Regions from separate parts of the Mus musculus genome. Here region 2 is linked to region 1. The links are chromatin contacts, called in public Hi-C maps. All regions are on one chromosome and are shown on one strand. The core of a region is the stretch at or near the end of the contact, and the rest is flanking DNA. Distances in the headings are between cores, read along the strand shown. Region 1 overlaps Prkcb (protein kinase C, beta). Region 2 holds the start of Prkcb (protein kinase C, beta).

Region 1 (7,597 bases), core at 3,784-6,283:
ATGACACAGAGTTCCATTTCTAAGGCTTACCGTAGCAAAGAAGTGAAGTTACACACCCTCACCTAGACTTGCAAATAAGCCTCTGTCGCAACTTCACTCATAATGCAGAACTTAGAAATGTGCAGAAATTGGAAAAAGCCAGCATACCCGTTGAGTGATGAATGGATACATGGACTTCAGAATAGCCGTGTAACAGAATATTAATCAGCTGTAAAAATTAGCTATTGATACAGAGAAATGTTTTAGTCTGACTAAAAGATGGCAGATGCAAAATGCAGTACACCTTGTGGATCCATCAGGTGAGGTAGCAGAAAGCAGACGTGGCTGCTAAAAGCTGGGCGAGGGACTTAGCCGACATTAGGAGTTACACTGGTACTCTGGGTTCCGAGTGTAGTGATGGTACCTATGTGAATTTAGTGTACCTTCCAAGAATGCATGTATCTTTGTATCTAAAAATGCAGTGTCCATGAGCATATACCTCTGAAGATTAAACTATTAGGGATACTTAGTATTATAAAAACAATATAGAAAGTCATAGCCAGAGACAATAAGCACCGTCAACATCCCATCTTTTCCTTCCATGCTTTCTTCTTTACTGTGCTGGCTAGGTTTTTGTGTTTTGTTGTTGTTTTTGCTGACTTGACACAGTCTGGTGCCGTCTGGGAAGAGAGAACCTCGACTGATAACATGCTTCTATCTAGGCAAGCCTGTAGAGCATTTTCCTGACCAATCATTGATGTGGGAGGGCCCTGGCCCTGGCTGTGCCAACCCTGGGCAGCTGGTCCTGGGTTGTGGGGTTGTAGGAGAAAGCAAGGCTAAGCAAGCCAGGGGAAGAAGCCAGCAAGCAGTGTTCCTCTGCGGTGCTGCTTCATTTCCTGCCTCCGAGTTCCTGCTCTGCTCGAGTTCCTGTCTCGGCCATGTAAGCCAAATAAACCTTTTTCTCTCAGAGCTGCTGTCAGTCATGGTCTGTCACAGCAATAGATAACCAAGTGTGGCATCTTATTCCCACCTCCAGCAAAAAGCCAGATTTGCTTATTTAGTTTTTAACTAAATAGACGGGATCTCACTGTGAACCCATGGCTGGCTTGAAACTCAGTCTAGTTTAGTCCATCAGCAAACGTGTGAGGACCGTCCTGCCTCTGTGTCACACACCCTGGATGACAGGCGTTTGACACCACACCTGGGAAGGCTGGCTAACCTCAGTAAGGAGGGAAGGAATAAATAAAAATGAATTCCTCCATGGCAGAAATCTTTCTGCCCTAACTCTGGTTTGCTTTGGAGCAGAATATAATATTAAGAAGAAATGAAATATGTAGCATGGCCAGGGGAAACAAGCAGAGGTGGAGGAGGATAGCTTGTGGCTACTGGCTTCAAATCTCAACCAACTCACAGCCAATTAAATATTATTGCATCGGTGGGGACAAAATTATGTACTGCTTTTGCTTTGATGGAGGCAATAACCTGGAAGGGAACTAGGAGGAGGAGGAGGAGGAGGAAGAAAAGGGGAAGGAGGAAGAGGAGGAAGAAGAAAAGGGGAAGGAGGAAGAGGAGGAGGAGGGTGGTGATGCTAATGGTGACTGTGACAGTGATGATGGTGATGATGATGATGAGGATGACAGCAATGATGATAACGACAAGAGCCATAACAATAACTAATATTCATGGTGAACTTATGGCAGTTTGGTTGTCACATCTAATCCCATGACTCTGTGAGTCATCATTGTTCATTCCCACTTTATTTTGAAGACAATAAAGTATCTTAGCGATGACAGGTCAAAGGAAGTATTACAAAACCGTAAGCAGATTAAACATAGATGAATGGGTCAGAGAGGGCTCCCTGAGGAGTGGATACTCAGTCTGAGATTCAAAGGAGCCTAGAAGGACCTTCACTTGAGAGGGAGCCTTGGGATTCCACCCAGGAGGGGGTTGAGAGAGGAAGAAGAGCCTCAGAGACAGGACCAGTTCTGCTGGGGAGGCTGACTTCTGTGCAGTCAAAATGTTGTAGTGTTGGAGGGGTCTGTAGGAGAGGAGGCTCTGGCCATGGGAGTCTGCAATACACTTGGAGACCATTATTTGAAGATGTTCTTAAAAAGATATCCTACGTCTTCCATTCACACGAGGACAGACCAGGCATCTTCCAGTTGGTCAGGGTTCACGATCGTTTGCAAGCAACGCAAGTGGACTGTAGTTACCTCAAGGAGCAACTAAATGACTGGGAAGAGATGGAGCTGCACAAACAGGCAGAGCCAAGCATCGGAAGGCCACCCTGGGGTGGGGTGTGGGATGGGATGGACACTTGGCCTTTACATGGTGATATTAGCGGGGTGAATCAGCTCCAGTTGTTCCCACCCCTGTGTCTCTCAGCCTCAGATCAAATTTCAGAGAGAGAATATGATTCACTAGACATGGGAATGTTGGGCTGCGAGCAAGGAAAGCTGGATTGGTGATTGACACCCTCATAGGAACTGCGTACAGTAGGAGAAGGATGACTTCCTAAAGGGAAGGAGTGCATGCTGGGTAAGGCCAGCGAAAGCCCTTTGTGGTCTCTGGGCCTGGTTGTTGATCTGGTTTGTTATTATTTAGGTAGCCACCCTCCTTGCAGTCAGGGCTACAGTTTCACCTGCAGCCACGGAAGCTTTCTCCGTCTGCCTTCGAAAGGGGCTGGGATTGATGTGGATTTATCTCCTGGCTCCAAACCGTGTAACTCTGGAGGCAAAAACATGATGGATGTGACTCATTTTCTTGTCAAGAAAGGGCATGACCTCGGGGCCGTGCATCTTTTCCTTCACCAATGAGGGCAGGGTGTTGATGGGACCAGAAGGTGGATGTGTCAGTCCAACAGGGACTTGCTGAAAAGAAACCCAAATACCAGGCACCCATGGATATGGGGCACCTGTCAAACTGTGAGTCTCCTGACACTTTCTGTCACCCAAGCAGATTCCTGAGTCCAGTGGTCTTTGTCAAGGAATGCAACACACAGAAAAATCATGGAGAAGATGGGACATCGTATCCCAGCTTCCTTTGGTCCCCCATCATGGGCTGAAGCAAATGCTGATAGCAGCTGTCTCCTCAGTAGGAATGTTGATTTATGGGAGCACACAAATTACTGAGAAAACAGGGCCTTCTGCTGCTTGTCCTCCAGTCTCTTGCCTTTGGTTGATAGAGTCCTCTTTCTCTCCATCCTCCCCTCTCCCTCCTTTCCTCTACCTTTCCCCCTCCCTCACTCCTTTCCCCCACTCTGTGCACACACACACACACACACACACACACACACACACACACGCACGTGAGCATTTGATAATAAACATGACAGATATATAAGTTCTTCCTTAGCAGCTGAGCAACTTGACTAGCAAATACTCCTCTTAGTAGTTCCAGCAGAAGTGTCAGTGCTGATTCTCATCAGAAGGCTCGAGTGACTTGTCCATCCCTAAATCCACACGGTAGCCTAGGACCTACATTCAGTGTTTGAGCCAGAGGATGAGGGGAGCCTTTGATAACACACACAAATTATGGGTGTGTGGGGGGGGGTGATTCCTCAGAAAAGAGTGGGGGATAGATGCTGGTCAGGCAGAAGCAAGAGATGTCTGTCATACTTTGATTTGGCTTCTCGTGGTCTAAGGGCACTATGACGAATGAGCAAAGGCATGCTAGTGTTCCTTGTAGGCATTGGCATCTTCAAGGTGTGAACAACAAATAGAGGACATAGCCAAGAACAACCTCCACGTGTTACCCTGGTCCTCCTGGGTCTGACTCCTCCAGAGTTCTTAAAAGCAGAGGGAGGATGTGGGAGAAGTTTCTTTCCCTGTATTTATTTATTCTGGGGCCTTTACTGAGGCCCATTCCTTACCTCCTGTGGGCCAAGTCACTCTGTAAAGGAGCACTTTGCAATTGCTCTCAACTGGAGGGTGATTGCCCCTTCTTCTGTCTTCCCTCCTTAGGGCATGGTTCCGATAAGCAATTTTCTGTCTCTTCTTCCTTCCTTACCAAGGAAGGAATCCTTGACATTTTAGGAATGCCTTATGTGATTGGGTAGCCTACCCATATGATGGGGTAAGGTGCAGCTGTGGAAACAGAATGGGGCTGTTGTCTCCGTAGCGAAGAGGAACAGGCTCTTGGATGTGCTCACTTGGGAACAAGCAGGTGGTGGAGGCATGTGCTGAGGCGTGATGCTCAACTCTCCAAGTGCTTCCGAATTGCTTAGGGAGCTTTCTCAATGCACCAACGCCTGCCCTCACCTCTCACCAATTCCACTAAACCAGAATCTTAGGGACTGAACACTTTTATAAACAGCTCCCTGGAGGGGGGGGGGGTTAGAGTGTGAAGCCATGCTGAAAACCAGGCAATGATATCCTACAGGTAAAACATCAAGGATATAGATAAAAAAAAGAAAAAAGGAAATAGGAATGTTTCTTAGACAACACACAGATATCCTGGGAATAGCTGAGGATTGGTTTCAGGAATGCCCTTGGATTCCCCAAATATTCCAGTAGTTAAGATTCATTTGCAGATGGCTTAGTGTTGGCTTGAAATCGACCCTCACCCTCCTGAATTGTGTAGATATCTCAAGATTGCTTTTAACGCCCAGTGCAATGGAAATCCTATGCAGATAGTTTTTATGGTGCATCATTTAGGGAGTAACGTCAGGAGGCAAGTTTGTACAAGTTCAGGACAGATGCAGACTTTTCCTCCCAAATATTTTTGATAGTTGGCTGATGGAATCGTCAGATATAGAACCCTTGCATATGGAGGGTTGATTGTACACATATAGACCTACATATGGACTCCCATATGCAGAGGATGTTTTTGCAAGATCTAGGGTTTATCCAAGGATTGTATAAGGAGCTGCAAAGAAGAGTTTCTTCCGGAAATGACACAAAACAGTGGTTTTTGAATTGGCAGTGTTCAAGTTTTTAAGCCGCAAGCGGAGCGCACTCTTTTCAACAAAATACTCGCTGCATATGGAGAAGTTGCCAAACAGGGCTCTGAAAGACCTCTGAACTTCCGTGGCGTATAAGGTGAGGGCACTTCCTGCCCTTACAAACTCACACACAGCACCAAGCGCCCACAGCCTCAGCTGCAACCTCTTGACTCAGCTGTGATGCTGGGTTTCTGGGTGTGAAGGTAACCAAATGAGCCAACTTGTTGAATCATTCATCATCCATCCATCCATTCATTCATGCTTTTTTAAAATTAAGGATTGTACGATCCAATTACTCCTCGTCACAGCCACATGGCCTTCTTCCTGTCCCCTGCTTGGGCGCTGTTTGCTTCAGCAACATATTGCCTGAGGTGGAAATGCTTGAACTAGAATAAGCAGCAAAGGCAGAGTCTGTAAGCTGGTGGCATGCAAACACATTAATCCTAATGCATTTGCTTCCATGACGCTTAGCAAACGTCCTCTCTGGCATCCGCGTTCATGAACCCAGAGCCACCCTTGTGTGCAGCCAAGTGTCCTTTGGAAAGACCTGTATTCTTCAGTTCAGCCCAGTCTGGCTGAGTCCCAGGCTGACTTCACTTAGCCAGCAGGCCTGGCCTTTGCAAACATCTGAGCTTGCAACTCCTGCATCAAGGTAGTAAGATGAGCAAACCATCACCTGCCCCACCGGAATGTCGAGTGAATTGTTTTTAGATAATGTGCTGGTTCTATTCCAGTCTGGCCTATAGTCTGCTGCTTAAAGGGCAGGTTCCTCTGCCCACTTTTTCATCTGTGGACTGCGTGTGGTAGGCTGTTGGTGCAGATACGTTGATGGAACAAACATGCATAATAGAGGACCTATGCAATCTGTAATAACATGTGTCTGTCACTGGCCTGACAGGAAGGGAAGGCAGCAGGGCAAGAGGAGAAAAGAGCTAAGCTGCACAGTAATTACACTACGGATGGGAGCCCAGCTTAAGACGTGTACTTTATCCCCTAGGCTGTTTCTATCCACGGAGACGTATACAGTAACAACTACACCTTACATCTATATTAGCCCAATACAAGAACTCCTAGCCACAAGAGTTGTTAAGCACTAGAAATGTAGTTAGCAAGAATGATGAACAGATTTTAAGTTTTATTTAACTGTCTTAGATTTTTATAGTCCCCTGCCCCGCCCCGCCCCACCCCACCCCTTTGGAGTTAGCTGCCACCATGGTGGATGACATAACTTTAGACCACAGGCAGCGAGTGGATGGTCAGAGCAGGAAAGTGATACCATGGCTGGGTCACCCAGAGAGTGAGTTTTCTACAAGTGTGTAGGCTGCGAGGAGTGGGAGGAAGTGTGTGGGAGTGCAATCGACAACACTTGACCTTTATTAGGAAGTGACTGTGTCCATACACTGAGTCAGGATGAACTCAGCGAATCCTCATCACAGCTCTGTTATAAAAGGTAGACTTATCACCCGAAGTTTACACGCCAGATTGTTGGTACAGAGCAACCGTAATAAGCATCTGCAAGGTCACAGAGCTGATAAGTCATGGTACCTGGTCCAGACCATTTGGCTACAGAGCTTGTGTTCTGAACACGCCCACCTCCACCCCACCCCACCCCCAATTCTGGAAGAAAGTAAATGAATCTCTCTTAAGAGAATATTTTATTCTGTCCCCTGCTGCTTCACATTCACACATGACATCTCATTTAGATTTCTTGACAATTATGTGGCATCGCAGTCCTATCTCTTCTACGGTTATGGAAACTTTGGCTCACAGAGATGAGATATCAAGACAGGCTGATGAGGCTCTGGGGAGCCCAGCCGAGGCTTTATTACCGAGCCGCCCTCTCTGAGTTACTGAGGGCAGCTAAGGGGGAGCCAGGGGGGAACGCGCAGGAGGAGCTGCTGCAAAGGATGTTGTGCAGGAAGAATCAGTGGGCTTCAGCAAGTGACTGAATGGCGGGGGTGAGTGGAGCGGGGAAGGAGCTCTCCTGGAACAGAGCGATGAATGATAGACACACGTGTGCCTGCACCAGTGGGGGGTGTGGGCTCCCGAGGAGGGCAGGCCGAGTTTCCAATAGAGTATCACCAACCACTAGCTGAATGACCTTGGGCAAAGGGCCTGTGGTTGTCAGCCTCCCTGGGGATAGAATGGAGATCCTTCTCCGGGCTGTCATTGGGCACAGGTTCGAAAACCTGTCTCTCTCTCTCTCTCTCTCTCTCTCTCTCTCTCTCTCTCTCTCTCTTTCTCTCTCTCTTCCCCTCCCTCTTCCTCCCTCTCTCCTTCCCTCTCTTTTACCCTCTTTCCTTCCCCCTCCCCCAGACAGACGAGACAGACAGACATCTTGCTATGTATCCCAGGCTCACCTCAAGTTAGAAATCCTCCTGCTTCAGCCTTCCAGGCACTGGGATTCTAGTTATCACATATGACTCCTGAGTCTTTCTTAATGCCACGAGGCCAGGTAGCGGGAGAAGGTGGACCAGGCTGTTGTATTTCAGCTGGGGAGGGAGGAATCCTACTTTATCTTGGGCTCTAGAGTTCATCTCTGACCTAGAAGGAAAGGACCATCCTTCTCAGACAAAACCAAGATCATCCAGTCAAGCAGAACCCGTGTGCTGACAGTGTAAGCCAGGTGCTCTTTCCCACCCTGCCCGTGGAACATGTGTTCTCATTTGAGCTTTC
Region 2 (7,597 bases), core at 3,068-5,567, 130 kb before region 1:
GGGTGCTGATTCACCTAATCATGGTGGATCGTTACTTGGGTGACTGTTCTTAACAATCAGTTCAGACTAATCAAATTTCAAATGCTCTCCAGCCACGTGTGGCTAGTGTTGCCTGCATTGGAGAGTACAGCTCTAGACCGGAACACAGAATTCTCACATAACTTACTAGAGAAGGAAACCGGGACACTCCGAGGGGAACTGACCTGCCTAGGGTTAGGCAATTCAGTGGCTTGAATGGTGGTCACTTCCATACACCCATGTCACAATTTCTACCACCTATAAATGCTATTCTGCTTTGTTGTTTGTGAAGCTAGCCTTTTGATGCCTGAGGCATCTCTCTAAAGTAACCTACAAATGGTATCTTATTTAGAAAAAGTCTTCCTGGTAATTAACATAGGGATATTGGGATAAAGAGATCATTCAGATTAATGGGTGAGCAGTGAGTAAGTCCAATGAGCAGTAAGTGTCCATGTAAGACACACACACGGAAGTCAGAGAGAAGAGAAGAGAGACACACTAGGGAATAGGATCACAAAGGCAGAGAAAGATGTGACACAGACAGCCACCAGAAGCAGGGACAGAGAGAGGGGAAGGGTCCTATCTGAGTCTTCCAGAGAGAACGTGGTTTAGAATTTTAAAACATTCTTTTTATTTTATGTGTATGAGTGTTGTGCCTGCCTGTATGTATGTGTACCCATGCATGTGCTTGGTGCCTAAGTAGGTCAAAGAGGTTCTAGGAACTATTGACACTGGAGTTATGGTGCTGTAAGCCACCATGTAGATGCTGGGACCTGCACCCAGGTCCTTTACATCAAGTATGCTTAACTACTGAGCCATCTCTCCAGTCTCTGATTTAGAGTTTTTACCCTCTGTTAAATGTAACAACAATGCACTTCTATCTGTAGCCACTCCATTTTGTGATTTTTTTGGCTGCTGTAGAATTCATGTACTCAACATTAAGAATGAACTCTGGTTTGAAGACACCCTGACTCCATTACAATGCAGGACAACCTGTTTCCCTTTACGTCTGATGTCTACCAAATGCCCAGCGTTTACTCCTTAATGGGTAGAGGTGACCAGAATGGGGGCCCGGAGACCTGGACACACACATTCATTTTCTGCTCTTCAGGCTTGTGGAACACCATGTCATGTTGTCCTCCCTTGCTTCATCGTTTTAAAGGACCTCTCCACTGCTCTCTCTGCCTCCATTCTCCTTGTCTAAAGCCTTTTCCCATGTGGTATCCAGGGTGATCTTTAAGAGGAACCTGTGTTGTATCAGGCCACATCTCATTGTTTAATAGTTGCTGCCTCTCTTCTCTTCTCTTCTCTTCTCTTCTCTTCTCTTCTCTTCTCTTCTCTTCTCTTCTCTTCTCTTCTCTTCTCTTCTCTCCTCTCCTCTCCTCTCCTCTCCTCTCCTCTCCTCTTCCTTTCTTTTCCTTTCCTTTCTTTTCTTTTCCTTCCTTCCTTGCTTGCTTCCGTCCTTGCTTGCTTTCTTCCTTCCTTCTTTCCTCCCTCCCTCTCCCTCTCCCTCTCCCTCTCCCTCTCCCTCTCCCTCTCCCTCTCCCTCTCCCTCTCCCTCTCCCTCTCCCTCTCCCTCTCCCTCTCCCTCTCCCTCTCCCTCTCCCTCTCCCTCTCTCTCTTTCTTTTTTTGAGACAGGGTTTCCCTGTACAGCCCTGGCTGTCCTGGAACTCACTCTGTAGACCAGGCTGGCCTCAAACTCAGTAATCTGCCTGCCTCTGCCTCCCAAGTTCTGGGATTAAAGGCGTGTGCCACCACCGCCCAGCACTGCTGCCTCTTTTCTATCTCAGACACAGAGACCACCTTGCTTTTGTCCAGCACGATGAGCTAAATCCTTTGTCATTATTCTTTTATCTATTTAGAAAATTCTAGCCTCAGACAGGGCCATGGTTGCTCACCATCACTTCATTCAAGCTTTCTCTTAGATAAGCCTAGTTATAAAGGGCTTCCTTGGATACTGTTATTTTTTTCACCATAATTTATAATTTATGATTATATGATTCATTTTTATTTACAGGACAGATTTCACACCACTTGGTAGAGATTTGTTAATTGATAGATTATCATTCCTCAGTCTCATTAATTGGTTCATACGTTCCATGAAGGCAGAACCTTTTATCTGGCTTATTTTAGTGTCTGGAATGGCACATGTAATTTTTGTTGAACGAGTGAACAAATGAATAGATGAACTCAGAGATGCAAGCTCCATTGTCTCCCACCACCAGAGAACTTATAATTTGGATATTTAGGTAAAATACTATAGTGTGAACAATAAAAAGAAAGGAAGATCACTGGGCTGGCAAAACAAAACAAAACAAAACAAAACAAAACAAAACAAAACAAAACAAAAACCAGTATTCAAAGGCCACAGTTTGAACTTTAACCTGTAGATATCTGGGTCCTCTGGGAACCTGAGTCTCCAGCCTCTCTTCACACAGCTCTTCCAGGAATGGAATGGCTTTTAGGACAGCAGCAATGCGGCTCCAGGCCTAGACACCATGAGGTAGTTTGTTGTTACAGACCAAAGTCACTCAGAGCACTTGGTTCAAAAGACAGGATGTGGGCTGTGAGCCTCCAGTTCATCTTTCAAAGGAAATCTCCTTCAGCAGCAATGTCTCCTGGGATGTTTTCCCAAGTCTCCCTGGGAGGTGCTGGAGCCTCTCAAAAGACTAAGAATAGCCAGGGACATCCAGTTTCCCAAACATGCCAACCTTAAAAGTGAATGCCTTTTTCCCCCTTGTTACCTTTGCATTACTATGTAGGGGAAGGACACTGTATTATTATAGGTATATAGCTCACCATGCAGTTGCTAGACACCTCACTGTGACTCTCTGCTCAGGAGCTCCCAGTAGGAATTGTCAGAGTGGTATCCAGGCTCTGCCACTACAGAGGCCCAACCCTTTGTCACCAGTGCACTTTGTAGTCTGGACAGCCTCCATTGTACAACCCCGAGACTGTGTACCCCTTACTCACTTCCATCTAATTTTGCTTATTCACAGAACTTACCTGGTCTATACAGGTTATGGTTGTGACCGAATGAGACAGTGCACAAGCCTCCCTGACACCCTGTATGTTTAGTTTTAATTTTTGCACATTTACAGGTCATGCATGGTACAGGTAACCTTCTTCCATTCTGTTACTTACTCAAGCAGTGCTCACTGGGCTTGTAGGAGCTGTCAGATGCTAAACTCAACACCAGGAGACATGAAGGTGTCATTAACAATGCCGGGGACGTGTGGAAGAGTTCGGTCAGATGCCATTTTTCATCCCCAGGCTGTAGAGCATCACACCAGAGGGAGATTTAGATGCAGTGCCTTATATAACATGCAATGTCGTATCATTGGTTATCTTCCCATCCTTCAAGTGGCATCAAGGGGAGTATGGCGTTGGATATTAATGTTCCCTGAACATTTGAAATCTCTCCTAACAAATACAAGAAGGCCCCAGGTGTGAGGACAGCACCTGGGGAGATCTTAACCCACACAAACCTAGGTATTTCCAATCACATAGACTTTTGTTTTAACAGACTGCACAAGTATGACCAGAAGGGACAAAAGTGAATGAAATGTAGGGAAACGCTCATTTATTAAATTTGTCTCCTGTCATCATTAGCCCAGCCATTTTGGGGTTGGGGAAACTGTCTTTTTGTGGAGAGAGTTCTAAGTGTTCGAGCAAGTGGAGACAAGTCTTTGTGGTGGATATATACATATATACATATGCATATATGTATAGTCCTCCCCTACCTCTGCAGACCTTGGTGTGTGTGTGTGTGTGTGTGTGTGGCCACAGGCCTTTCCGGATGAGTGACAATGAAAGCCCATCCCTCCAGGAGACGCATGCCGAATGACCAATGGGATGATGGATGGAGGGTGCTGGGTACCAGTCTCTGCAGAGGCCAAGGTGAAACTGGCTGCTTCCAGCCTGTTCAACCCTCATCTCCTTGAGCCCCTTGGGTCCTTAGGCGTTTGGTCATTGCTGGATCAACCGAGGTGCTCATCTTAACGCACCCCAGGGCCTAGGACAGGGTGCCAGGGGCGCGGCTCAGATCTGTCCAGCGCAGACTGCGGTCCTCGCGCCGCAGCGCTGCGGCTAAGAACACTTGGCTGGGAGGCCTGCGGGTTGCGGTGTACGTGTATGTGTGTGTGTGTGTCTGTGTGTGTCTCTGCTGGTGGTACTGGTGGTGCCGATATGTAAAGCAGCTGGCGGCTCTGGGCGGGGCCTGGGTTTCATGCAAATGAGGGAGGCGGGGTTACACTGGGGCTCCGCCTCCCTCCCCCGCAGCTGGGGCCAGCGGTGCCAAGCACAGCTGGACCAGCGGCAGCAGCTGGGCGAGTGACAGCCCAGCTACGCGCGCGCGGCCGCCGCCAGAGCCGGCGCGAAGGGGCAGCGCGGCCCTGCGGTCCCCGGGCGGCAGCAGCGGCCGCCTAGTCCCGCGCCTTTCCGGGCTTGCAGCCCCGCGGTCCCGCCGCCCCGGGGCCGCCACCTCTCGGGGCTCCCCCCAGTCCCCGCGCGCGCAAGATGGCTGACCCGGCTGCGGGGCCGCCGCCGAGCGAGGGCGAGGAGAGCACAGTGCGCTTCGCCCGCAAAGGCGCCCTCCGGCAGAAGAACGTGCACGAGGTGAAGAACCACAAATTCACCGCCCGCTTCTTCAAGCAGCCCACCTTCTGCAGCCACTGCACCGACTTCATCTGGTGAGAGTGCGCCGCGCGGGCCACCTGCCTGGGGCCCTAGAGGGCAGCGACACGCATGGGGACCCCTGTTGTTGCCCCCGGGGGGAGGAGCCGTGTGATCACCCCCATCCCGCTGGACCCTTATGCCCTGCGCTCCCGGATGGCCAGTCCCTCAGGTGCTGGGTTCTCTGCTCCCAGACGGCTGGCCGCCAGGCGCCTTCTGCCCTCTTGCACTCTGTCGCCCGAGCGCCTAGGGACAGCGCTGCAGGCGCCTTTTCGACACCTGGCTCAGGGCTCAGTGTGGCTGTCCCTCCTCGGCAGGGCAGCTCCGCGGGTGTCTTTCTCGCCTGAGGTTCCCGATCTTTCTGCCTCCTTCCGGGCTCGAGGAGCTCTCACCCTCACCCCTCCTTTCCGGGGCAGCTCTCTGGGGTGTCCTCTACTTCCCCGGGGCGTGGAGCATCCTTCCCTCTGCGTCCCTAGAGCAGTGCCCTGGGTTATCTCTTACTTCGCCTCCAGAGTCTTGAGCACCCCTTTCATTCCTTGGTTCTCACCCTCAAGTCGCTGCAGGGCCCCTTTCTTCCCTCTGCCCCTCCAAGCATGGGGGGACCTTCCCCCCGCCCCCTAGCCCCTCAGGTGTTACCACCGTGGTGAAGTCCCTATCATCCTCCCCCTAGACAGGTCCTTTTCTCTTTCCTTGAGGGTACTCCCGGCATCTCCTTGGGCAAATATCCAGCCCGCCTTCCGCCCCCACCCGGGCGGAAATGCACCCTCGCATCCTGCCACCTGGTGGTCGTGGTCGCCTCTGTACTGCAGGGGAGATGTGAGGTGGGGGTTACTGCCAAGCTCCGGTAGTGTACCTCCCAATCCCATCCAAGGTGGAAGACACCTTGGAGACCAGGCTGTAGCTAGGAGGTTGCCCCTGGGGTAGAGGGACAGTGGGAAGGGAGAGGGCGACTGTGTGAAACTAGCTGGTAACTGGACCCCTCAGACTGATACTCCCTCTTGTGCTTTTACAGGGGCTTCGGGAAGCAGGGATTCCAGTGTCAAGGTAGGCTTTGTGGCGCTGTGGATGCCGATGGTGGGAAGAGAGAGTAATACAGACTTCAAAGACGTGGCCGAGTTAGGCAGAGTGAAGTAATCCTGCCTGTCAGAGTGACCTCCCAGGCTAGGAATCCTTCACCACCAAAGGGTCCTTTTAAGGGGTGTGTATTTGGGCCAGAGATGCACCATCCAGGAAAGGCCAGTGGAGCTCCTGGAAGGCCCTAAAAGTCAAAAAGTGCATCCATCCCGCTGCTATCTGAGCATTCTCTCAGGACTGCCAGCCCTGCTTAAGAAATGAAATGTCTTCAAGGACTCTTGTGTGTGGAGGGAACCTCTTTCTTCCTAATTCCAGCCCTTTCTTGCTCATTGCTCTCCCTTACCTCCCAGTAGGAGGGTCTGCCTCTTTCCCCTGCTTTGCAGGTGGCTGCCATCTGCAGATGGCGCATCCCCCTAGAAAAGCAACTGTGGTTTCCCCTGGGCCTCCTCTCTCTTTGAAAGCGGTGGTTCCAGATGGGGTGCCTCTGGGATCCTGCCTGAGGTTGCCCTTTTTAACATCTGAGGAGGCACAAGAAGGACTCCAAGAGACTCCTTACCTGGGTTCTTGATTCTAGCTCAAGAGCCATGATTTTAACCAGGGGTACCTAATCAAATATCAGAGACTTGGTGGCCTCTCTTATCTCTAGGGTTTGTGCCTACAAGATGGACTGTGGACTGAGGAATGTAGCTCAGGAGAGTGCCTGCTTTGTTCCAGAGAGGCTCTGATGCAAAATGGGAGAGGGGGAAAGATAGGTTTTAAATTGAATCTCTAAAGATGTGGCCTTGTTTAACCCTTAGAATGCCATAAATAGTTTGTGAATTTCTCTCTCCCCTCTGTCTCTGTCTCTGTCTCTGTCTCTGTCTCTGTCTGTCTGTCTGTCTGTCTGTCTGTCTGTCTGTCTGTCTGTCTCTGTCTGTCTGTCTCTCTGTCTTTCTCTCTCTGTCTCTCTCTCTGTCTCTCTCTCTGTCTCTCTCTCTCTCTCTCTCTCTCTCTCTCTCTCTCTCACACACACACACACACACACACAGCATTCAACTTGTTGAATACTGACTCTACTTTCATGCTGAATCGATCATTTGGAACTGAGGTCATCCCTTTACCAATGAGCAGACATTCGAGGCTATGTCTCTGTTCAACACTGGCCTTCTACAATTCTGACCCCCTTTGCCTCTTGAATTTACAGGGTTGTTTTGCCCCTCTCTCTCCCTTTAAGCCAGGTGTGGTTGGGTTTGGTCAGAAGTGGTTCTGCATCTTCTCCTCCCAACACCTCCTCCCCCTCCTACCTTTTCCCTCCCCTTCCTATCCCCCCCTTCCCCGTTCTCACTCAGATTCACTTTGTGCCCAGACTGACCTTGTCCTGGAAGCTTTTCTGTCTTTCTTTGTTAGTCTCCCAGGTGTTGGGAATACAGGTATTCTCAGGGTCGAATTGCCATCCTCCACCCTGTGAACTGGCCTTAAATCTGGAGAGGAAAGCGTGTGGGTGTGGAATAGCCTGAAGTGAGACAGTAGTGCCCATGGATAACTTTGCTTTGCACCATTGCGCTGCATGCAAAATCAAAAGACCCCAGTGCTCAGAGGTGGCTTTGGGACATGCATGGGCCTGGCTGCCCTAAGCTGAAGGCTTTTACTGAGTTCTGGAGTGGGACAGGAAGTTTCCAGCCTCCTCTGCTGAGATCCAGAGCCTCAGTTTTATACAGTACATGGAAGGACTGCCAAGTCCCTGCCGGTGGCAACGAGTCAGGCCAGTGGCACCGTCTGGATGGTTTTCTAGAACTTGTCTCTCTTAAACACAGCACCGAGAGTGGCTCGGTGTGGGGAATGTGGAATCTG

What was found. Hi-C and Micro-C count contacts between places; a contact is called where the count stands out from the background.
Region 2: a contact with region 1 is called in a Hi-C map of Th1 cells, with 1.9 times the contacts expected there. The contact joins the promoter of Prkcb here to the enhancer-like site in region 1. A contact is called at or near these places in 14 of 39 promoter capture datasets (the 3T3-L1 cell line, the C10 cell line, HPC-7-derived erythroid cells and 9 more), 1 of 15 datasets of contacts at CTCF or cohesin (CD8 T cells), 17 of 484 Hi-C or Micro-C datasets (B cells, CD4 T cells, CD8 T cells and 10 more), 16 of 115 datasets of contacts at active chromatin or transcription factors (CD8 T cells, the SCID.adh cell line, T-cell acute lymphoblastic leukemia and 13 more) and 4 of 9 other capture datasets (adipose tissue, bone marrow-derived macrophages, liver and 1 more).

The regions. Positions count from the first base shown.
Region 1 is chr7:122,409,323-122,416,919 of GRCm38.p6, forward strand. The region is part of intron 2 of Prkcb (protein kinase C, beta); the gene reads left to right. Among named protein-coding and RNA genes, the nearest start is that of Gm51497, 120 kb to the left of the region's middle. Within about 2 kb of position 5,034, at least 54 of the 459 cell types and tissues checked have an H3K27ac peak or open chromatin away from gene starts, as enhancers often do. A contact at or near this core is called in CD8 T cells, DN3 thymocytes, Th1 cells and 5 more, where this site is marked.
Region 2 is chr7:122,284,808-122,292,404 of GRCm38.p6, forward strand. Prkcb (protein kinase C, beta) reads left to right here and starts at 4,318. Exons shown (of 17, transcript NM_008855.2): 1 at 4,318-4,710; 2 at 5,706-5,737. The coding sequence starts at 4,538. Gm51497 (a long non-coding RNA gene) reads right to left here. Exons shown (of 3, transcript XR_003946872.1): 3 at 5,829-7,597.